2 separate regions of the Hordeum vulgare genome follow, and region 1 is linked to region 2. A link is a contact called in public Hi-C data. All regions are on one chromosome and are shown on one strand. The core of a region is the stretch at or near the end of the contact, and the rest is flanking DNA. Distances in the headings are between cores, read along the strand shown.

Region 1 (3,251 bases), core at 563-3,062, 50 kb before region 2:
TGCTAGGCGGATCCATCCAACTTCTATCTGTGTGCGGGGTCTATCTCCAAATTAGTTTACATCATCTTAGGATATACGCCCTCTGTTGCTAGATACTATAAGACATTTTGGCAGTTTAACTGCCAAAGGGTCTTATATTTGGGAACGGAGGTAGTACATATATAGTCCCGATTTTTGCACTAGAACTACTACGAATATTAGTTTTGACTATTTTGTTAGGCCATAGCATCAGAAGGAATGAAAGTGACATTTGCTGTAGACACTTAAAATTAAGTAGCATCGTGCCATTGTATACTGTGCTTCAGTTCAGATACGAAACCTCTCTATTGTTTGTCACACACATGCTCCTTGTAATATGCCTGTATGCGTGCTTCATTGTGGTGTCCTTGCCGTATCTTTGTACTCAAAGTAAGTTAAATGCAGACCGAACTTCATGGAATGGCTGCTCTCCAGTGGTCCATCTGTCTAGATTCACTCTGCAGGTACCCTTTGCTCCCTTTGTCATTTCCTGCGTGGCCATTCGATTCATCAATCATACTCCCTCCGTCCCAAAATAAATGTCTTAAGCTTAATACAATTTTGTATTAGAGCTAGTACAAAGTCAAGACAGTTATTTTGGGACGGAGGGAGTACATGTTTTTCCTGTTAAGGTGCAAAACATTCCAATCCCCTGAATAAATCTACTATATATTTGGTTCTCCTGTTTTTGGAACTGGTGTTTCTGTCGTTCAATATGGTTACTGTGCCTGTGAATCCACGTTCATGCCGTGCAGATTTTTCACATGCATCAACACCGTCTTAGTTTTGAAACTTATCTGTGTGGTTTCCTATCTAAAATTCTCTCATTGCTGGATGTGTTTGTTTTTCGTGGGATATCTTGCTTCCCCAGGTCCAAGGAAGCCATGGGCATGTATAGCAAGCTGAAATACCACCCAAACGATCGAGTCAGCAAGAAGGCAAAAATGTTCATGTTCAGCTTTCAGGTAAGCATCTCGCTCAAATGCTCATGGAACGCCTTCCTCGCCCTTTGATACAAGGCTCGGAACAACTGATGAGAGGGCTAATAATTCCTTGGCTTCTCCTGTGGTGCGAAGGCGGCGGACTTCCTGAAGGTCGATGGCGTGCCGGTGCCCCGCAACACGGGCTACGAGGGGTACTTCGACCAGTTCGGCGGGCAGAGGAACTACTACGCGAACCCGGACGAGCCCGAGGTGGGGATTGGGCAGATCGTCCCCTACATGGTCTTCCTCGTCTCCCCGATATTCTTCGTTGCTTTTATCGCTCTGAGAAAATCCTTGATGCTGTAAGAAAAGGAAACAACATGAAGTGTATGCTTCGCAGCTCATATGATGATGCCCATCTTTGCCTTTTGGGGCTTTGCTCGAGTTCATCTTGTGGTTCGTGCGTCCGTCATGGCCTGATATTGGTAACCCGTAGGATCACACTACGGTGTGCTTTGGTTAATGCGCCCAGTGAAAGAAATGTGGGTCTTTCGGCCTTTCGGAAACCTGTAGCGTGTGATAAGGTGCGAGTGATGTGCGTCATGTCCGTGCTATCTGGGACAACGGACAAGAGCGTCGGTGAACTGAAAGACGGGGCTGTTTCTGATTGAAATGACGAAAGGTGGCGCCGATGAAATGGAAGATCGGAAAAACGCTGGCAATCAGATTGGATGCCGTCTTCGGAAGCTTCGTCGGTGTGTGACTGCGTGGTAGAGAAGGCACAGCAACACGGAGTGTGCAGCCGGGTATTGTGGTTCAGTACCCGACCTCAGACTGGGCACGGGCGCACGGCTCCTGTTGCAACGGGCCCGGTTTCGCAGAGGGCGACAGGACCCTAACCAGGAACGTCACCGTGGCCTTCCCTTCCCTTCCCATGGTCGAAGGTGGAGTATAAACTCGTAGCAGCAGTATGTACAAGTCCACAAAGGGTAACGCGCTACGCCGTCTCGTTTTAGGTGGGTACCTTTCTACTGCCTTTCTCGGTTCCACCTTCCTCTCCGAGAAACATGCGGCGGTGGAGGCCGGTTTCCCTCCTTTTTTTTAGAACGTCCGTCACCTTCTTTACTTGACACGTAGTCTGCTTGACCACACATGTTTCTCCCCATTCATCTTTTTCTTACAACAACTATGTGGTTGTAGAATGGTGACTGCGCATGTGTGCAACACTGTTATGTATCCAGTACTCTACTTACACGAGATGTAGAATTGATGATATGACGATGAGTGGCTGATTACAAGCACAAGTGTGCTAAAAGAGAAGATAGCAAAGACAAGGAAGAGTATGAGAGCCAAGGTGGAAAGAGCTGCCGTCGTGCCGTTCTAGTCATGATCCAAGCCCGGATAACTTGTCGGATGCCCTTCTTGTGCTATCTGTAACAGTTGACTTGCATTGCATGACGGTTAGCCCATTCCTCGTATGTTGGTCCAAGTCCCAATCATGAAGGGTCGCTAACACCGCTGGGCCAAGGCCCAACCGTGAAGGGTCGCTAACACCTTTTCTTTCTTGAAACTCGGCTTGACTCCAAGTCGAAGCTTCGTTGAAGACTCGAAGGCTGGCTTGCCAGGATCCCATGACGCTTGAAGTTCCTTGATATTGCTAGGGGTCGCCTTGATAGTCTTCACAATCGTAGCCACGGAGTTGACTCGGAGAGAGTCAGGGTAGTCACCATGGCTGGTAGGAACTAGGTTGAGGACAATGTCGAGGTAGTATTTGTGGTCAACAAAGGCGAGGAGGATCATGAAGCTCCTCCCTCGTTGAAAAGGAGCTTGTGCACAACTAGTAGAGAACTTCACGCCGTCCGTTAGAGAACTGCATGGAATGGTGAGCAAGACTTGACGAACAATAAAAGTATTTCTTTCTTCATGAATATCTTTAGAAACAATTCTTAAGTCACTCTGATCCCATGGAAGAAACAATACGTCCCTCTTAGCTTAGCCAGGGAGGGGGGGAGGAGCAAGGCCCCTAATTGTCCCCAAGGCGCTCCACCACTGATAGCTTAGCCAGGGACGGATTCAAGGGGGGCGAGACCCCCCCCCCCCCAACAACAACACCGCTTTCTTTGAAGAGCGATTAGATCTTGTCTAATCACGCGAACTCCGGCAGTCGTTTCACCCCCTTGTCCCATCATGTAACGTAAGGTGAGACCTACCGTGCTCAGCCAATTTACAGATTGTAGGAAAAGCCCAAATTCCAGCAAAAGAACATACAAAGCCCAGCTCATATAGAAGAGAAAGGGGCGAGCCGGCCTG
Region 2 (3,114 bases), core at 198-2,697:
CCACAATGCCAGATCACAAAACCGGTTTCGTGTTCCTACATGGTGGGACAGCCATATCATGGAAGTCTTCCAAGCACACCCTAGTGGCTACATCACCAATCATTCTAAAATAATCGCATTATATGAGGCGTCACGTGAATGTGTATGGCTTCGCAGAATGATAAATCACATACAAAAATCATGTGGCAAAGGTCTTATCAAATCTCCAACCATTATCTACGAAGATAATGCTGCTTGTGTTGCTCAAATGCAAACGGATTATATAAAGAGCAATATCAGTAAGCATATCTCTACTAAATTATTTTTCCCCATCAATTACAGAAGAAAGGGAAGATAAATATTTTGCAAGTCAAATTGTGCGATAATCTCGCCGACCTATTTACAAAATCACTCCCATCTTCAACATTTGAAAAATATGTTCATGGGATAGGTATGCGACAACTTCGGGATTTGCAAAGATTAGGGGGAGTTTCTCTCTGAAAAAATAACCCGTTCAAACATTATATTGCACTCTTTTTCACTCTCATGGTTCTCATCAAGATTCTTAATGAGGCAATATCAACATAAAAATATATGTCATACATCCTATTTTCCCCATCGGGATTTTTAGTGGGTATATACAAGACATACTAATTGTCCTCTAATACTTACCAGTGAGTTTTATCGTCTCAAGGTTTTCTCATATAAGTTATCAAAAAGACAATAACATATGTTGTATCATTTTCTTCTTATTGTTCTCACCGGGTTTTAACAACATATCAAATATTGTTCTTCTCAGATTTTTCACAAAGTTTTTGAAGGAGTTAGTCAAGATAATACATGCTTGTGATTAAAGAGCAATATTTCTAAAAATATACACGGATACATGACATACCAGAAGCGGCTTTGTAAGGGACGTGTTACGAGACGTGACAACGTCTCTACCGAAGGGCGTTATTAGCGAATGTCGTTTAGATTAGACGTGTCCAAAGTGCCGAACGGACGTGTTACTCCGCACGAACACCTTCTCGTATGACAACTGTCATCTCTTGTAAACGAACACACTGTCCTTTTTGCAAAAGAAAGTCGACGTCAGTAGTCGCTCCGTCCTAGAAGAAAACAGTTGCCCGCGGAGTAGCCGTTGGAGCTGGACTCTGACTGACTGGCAGCGCCAGCAGGCAGGCAGAAACCACCATGGCAAACAGTAGCCCAGCCTAGCAGCGATTAACCACCATACAGACAAAGCGTTGCCAACATTCAAAAAAAAAAAAAACACCATGCAGACAAGCAGCGCAGAGGCGCACGAAACCACCCTACCCCCCGCGTCAACAAATTTCCGTCAGAAGTAGAGGCCCCAGCCCAAAAGCTGCCGCTGCCGCTGCCGGTGGTGTTCTCCTCGGCAGGGGAGTAGTACAACAAGCCGAGCCGAGCAAGAAAGCGACAGGTTTGGTTTTCCTATGAAAACCAACAAAGCCAACTAGCCGTTGCGACCTGCCCTGCCCTGCCGAGCGCGTCGTGGCCGCTGCGCGTACGCTCCGCCCCAGGCCGCGACCGCGACCGCGAGCACGCATTTACGCATCCCTCGCTCCCTGCGCCCCGGCCGTCTGTGTCTTGGCCATTCTGGGTTCGGACTTCGGACCCAATAATTTCAAGTCAAAACGCTGGTTGCAAGTTGCAACCAAGATGCCAACGGCCGGCCTGCTCGAAGCTCGGTCGTAGTCGTAGGCGGGCGGCCGGCCGGTGAGCGTCGGCGCCAGCGTTGAGCGCGACGTGATGCCCCGCGTGATCTTCGTGGCTCCGTCCGGTGGCCGCGTGCTCGCTCTCAGTCTCACGGTGCTGTTTATTACTCGGCTGTAGGAGTAGCACGCGTCCGACCATTGCAGCGTTGGCTGGTTGGTGAGACAGGAGTATCATCTTTGTCCCGAAAGCGGGTTACTCCCTCCGTCCCGGTGTATAAGTCATTCACGTAGTTCTAGGTCACCGATTTAAGAAATTAAATATGTGTTATATGTCATGAAAAGTATATCACTAGATATCTACACGGATGTAGTTTCTAAATATAAATTTCTTATTATATATGATACATATTTAGGTAGTTAAATTATCGACGTAGAACTACGCAAATGACTTATACACCGGAACGGAGGTAGTAATTAAGACCATCATCACCGCATCTCAAAAAAGGAGAAGTAAACACCATCATCACCGCATGAATGCGGCAGTGGCGGGATCGTGCTGATTACGCCTTGTCCTACTTGACGTGCCCATCACACACGCCGTACTGTGCTCCTTCCGTTTCCCTTCTCCTTTTTTTTCGAGGACACTTTCCGCTATCATCTGCTTTCTTCTTCATGGAGCTTGATGCGGCCATCCGTTCCTCTCCGTCCACACTACTTCTAAATTAGTTAATCACCATGACAGTACAGTACCACCAGTCTAGCCCTCGGTCGCAACGAACCAAAGCAATGCCAGTACAAAAATCTAAACCGGCGTGGTTCACCTCGCGGAACCAAACCAAACTAGCTGTCGCCGACGCAACCGCCGGATTTAAAATTCGCTTGTCCAGTCCAGCCGCCTTGGCATTGCCATGCCAGCAGTTTTGGAGGTATGCTCGGGGTTTATCTTTTAAACTATGCGGAGTATCAGTCAGCCGGCCGGGCTCGTGAAAAGGACGTGCCGTCGGAGCATCAAAGCTGTGAGTGAGCACCTAATATTCTCTCTCTCATATACTATCTCTTCTCTTGCCAGTTTTGGGTCCACGGACCAAGATTGCTACTACTAGCTCAAGCGATTTCGATATTGTTATATATTATTCCGGGGTGTCATCTTGTGTATTGGTCGGCCGGAGATAAGTTAGGTCCACGTGCACGTCACGCGGCGTTGGAGGTGCATCCACGCGACCCGATCATTATCATTGCATCCGTCCAAGATATGGCCATGCGGATGGCGGCGATGATGACGAACGGTGAGGGCTTTGCTCGTCAGCTTGTGATGATTGGCTCATTTTTAAGATCATCAGATTCTAGCACAGAGAAACACCACAGACTATGGCTCATCTGGATAAGACGTTAAAGCTTTGCTGATTAAGGGTGTTCGGATTCTCTTCACTCCTTAACTCCGCTTCCGGAGCCGACG

Evidence for each region. A called contact is a pair of places that touch in the nucleus more often than the background predicts.
Region 1: a Hi-C map of leaf shows a contact between it and region 2, with 3 times the contacts expected there. The contact joins two enhancer-like sites. A contact is called at or near these places in 2 of 6 Hi-C or Micro-C datasets (leaf and seedling).

What each region holds. Positions count from the first base shown.
Region 1 is chr1H:394,617,037-394,620,287 of MorexV3_pseudomolecules_assembly, reverse strand. It overlaps LOC123440002 (atherin), which reads left to right. Exons shown (of 7, transcript XM_045116598.1): 5 at 424-482; 6 at 890-983; 7 at 1,095-1,385. The coding sequence ends at 1,307. Among protein-coding and RNA genes, the nearest start is that of LOC123440002, 6.5 kb to the left of the region's middle. Within about 2 kb of position 1,812, at least 3 of the 3 cell types and tissues checked have open chromatin away from gene starts, as enhancers often do. A contact at or near this core is called in leaf and seedling, where this site is marked.
Region 2 is chr1H:394,566,619-394,569,732 of MorexV3_pseudomolecules_assembly, reverse strand. No RefSeq gene overlaps it. Among protein-coding and RNA genes, the nearest start is that of LOC123440002, 57 kb to the left of the region's middle. Within about 2 kb of position 1,447, at least 3 of the 3 cell types and tissues checked have open chromatin away from gene starts, as enhancers often do. A contact at or near this core is called in leaf and seedling, where this site is marked.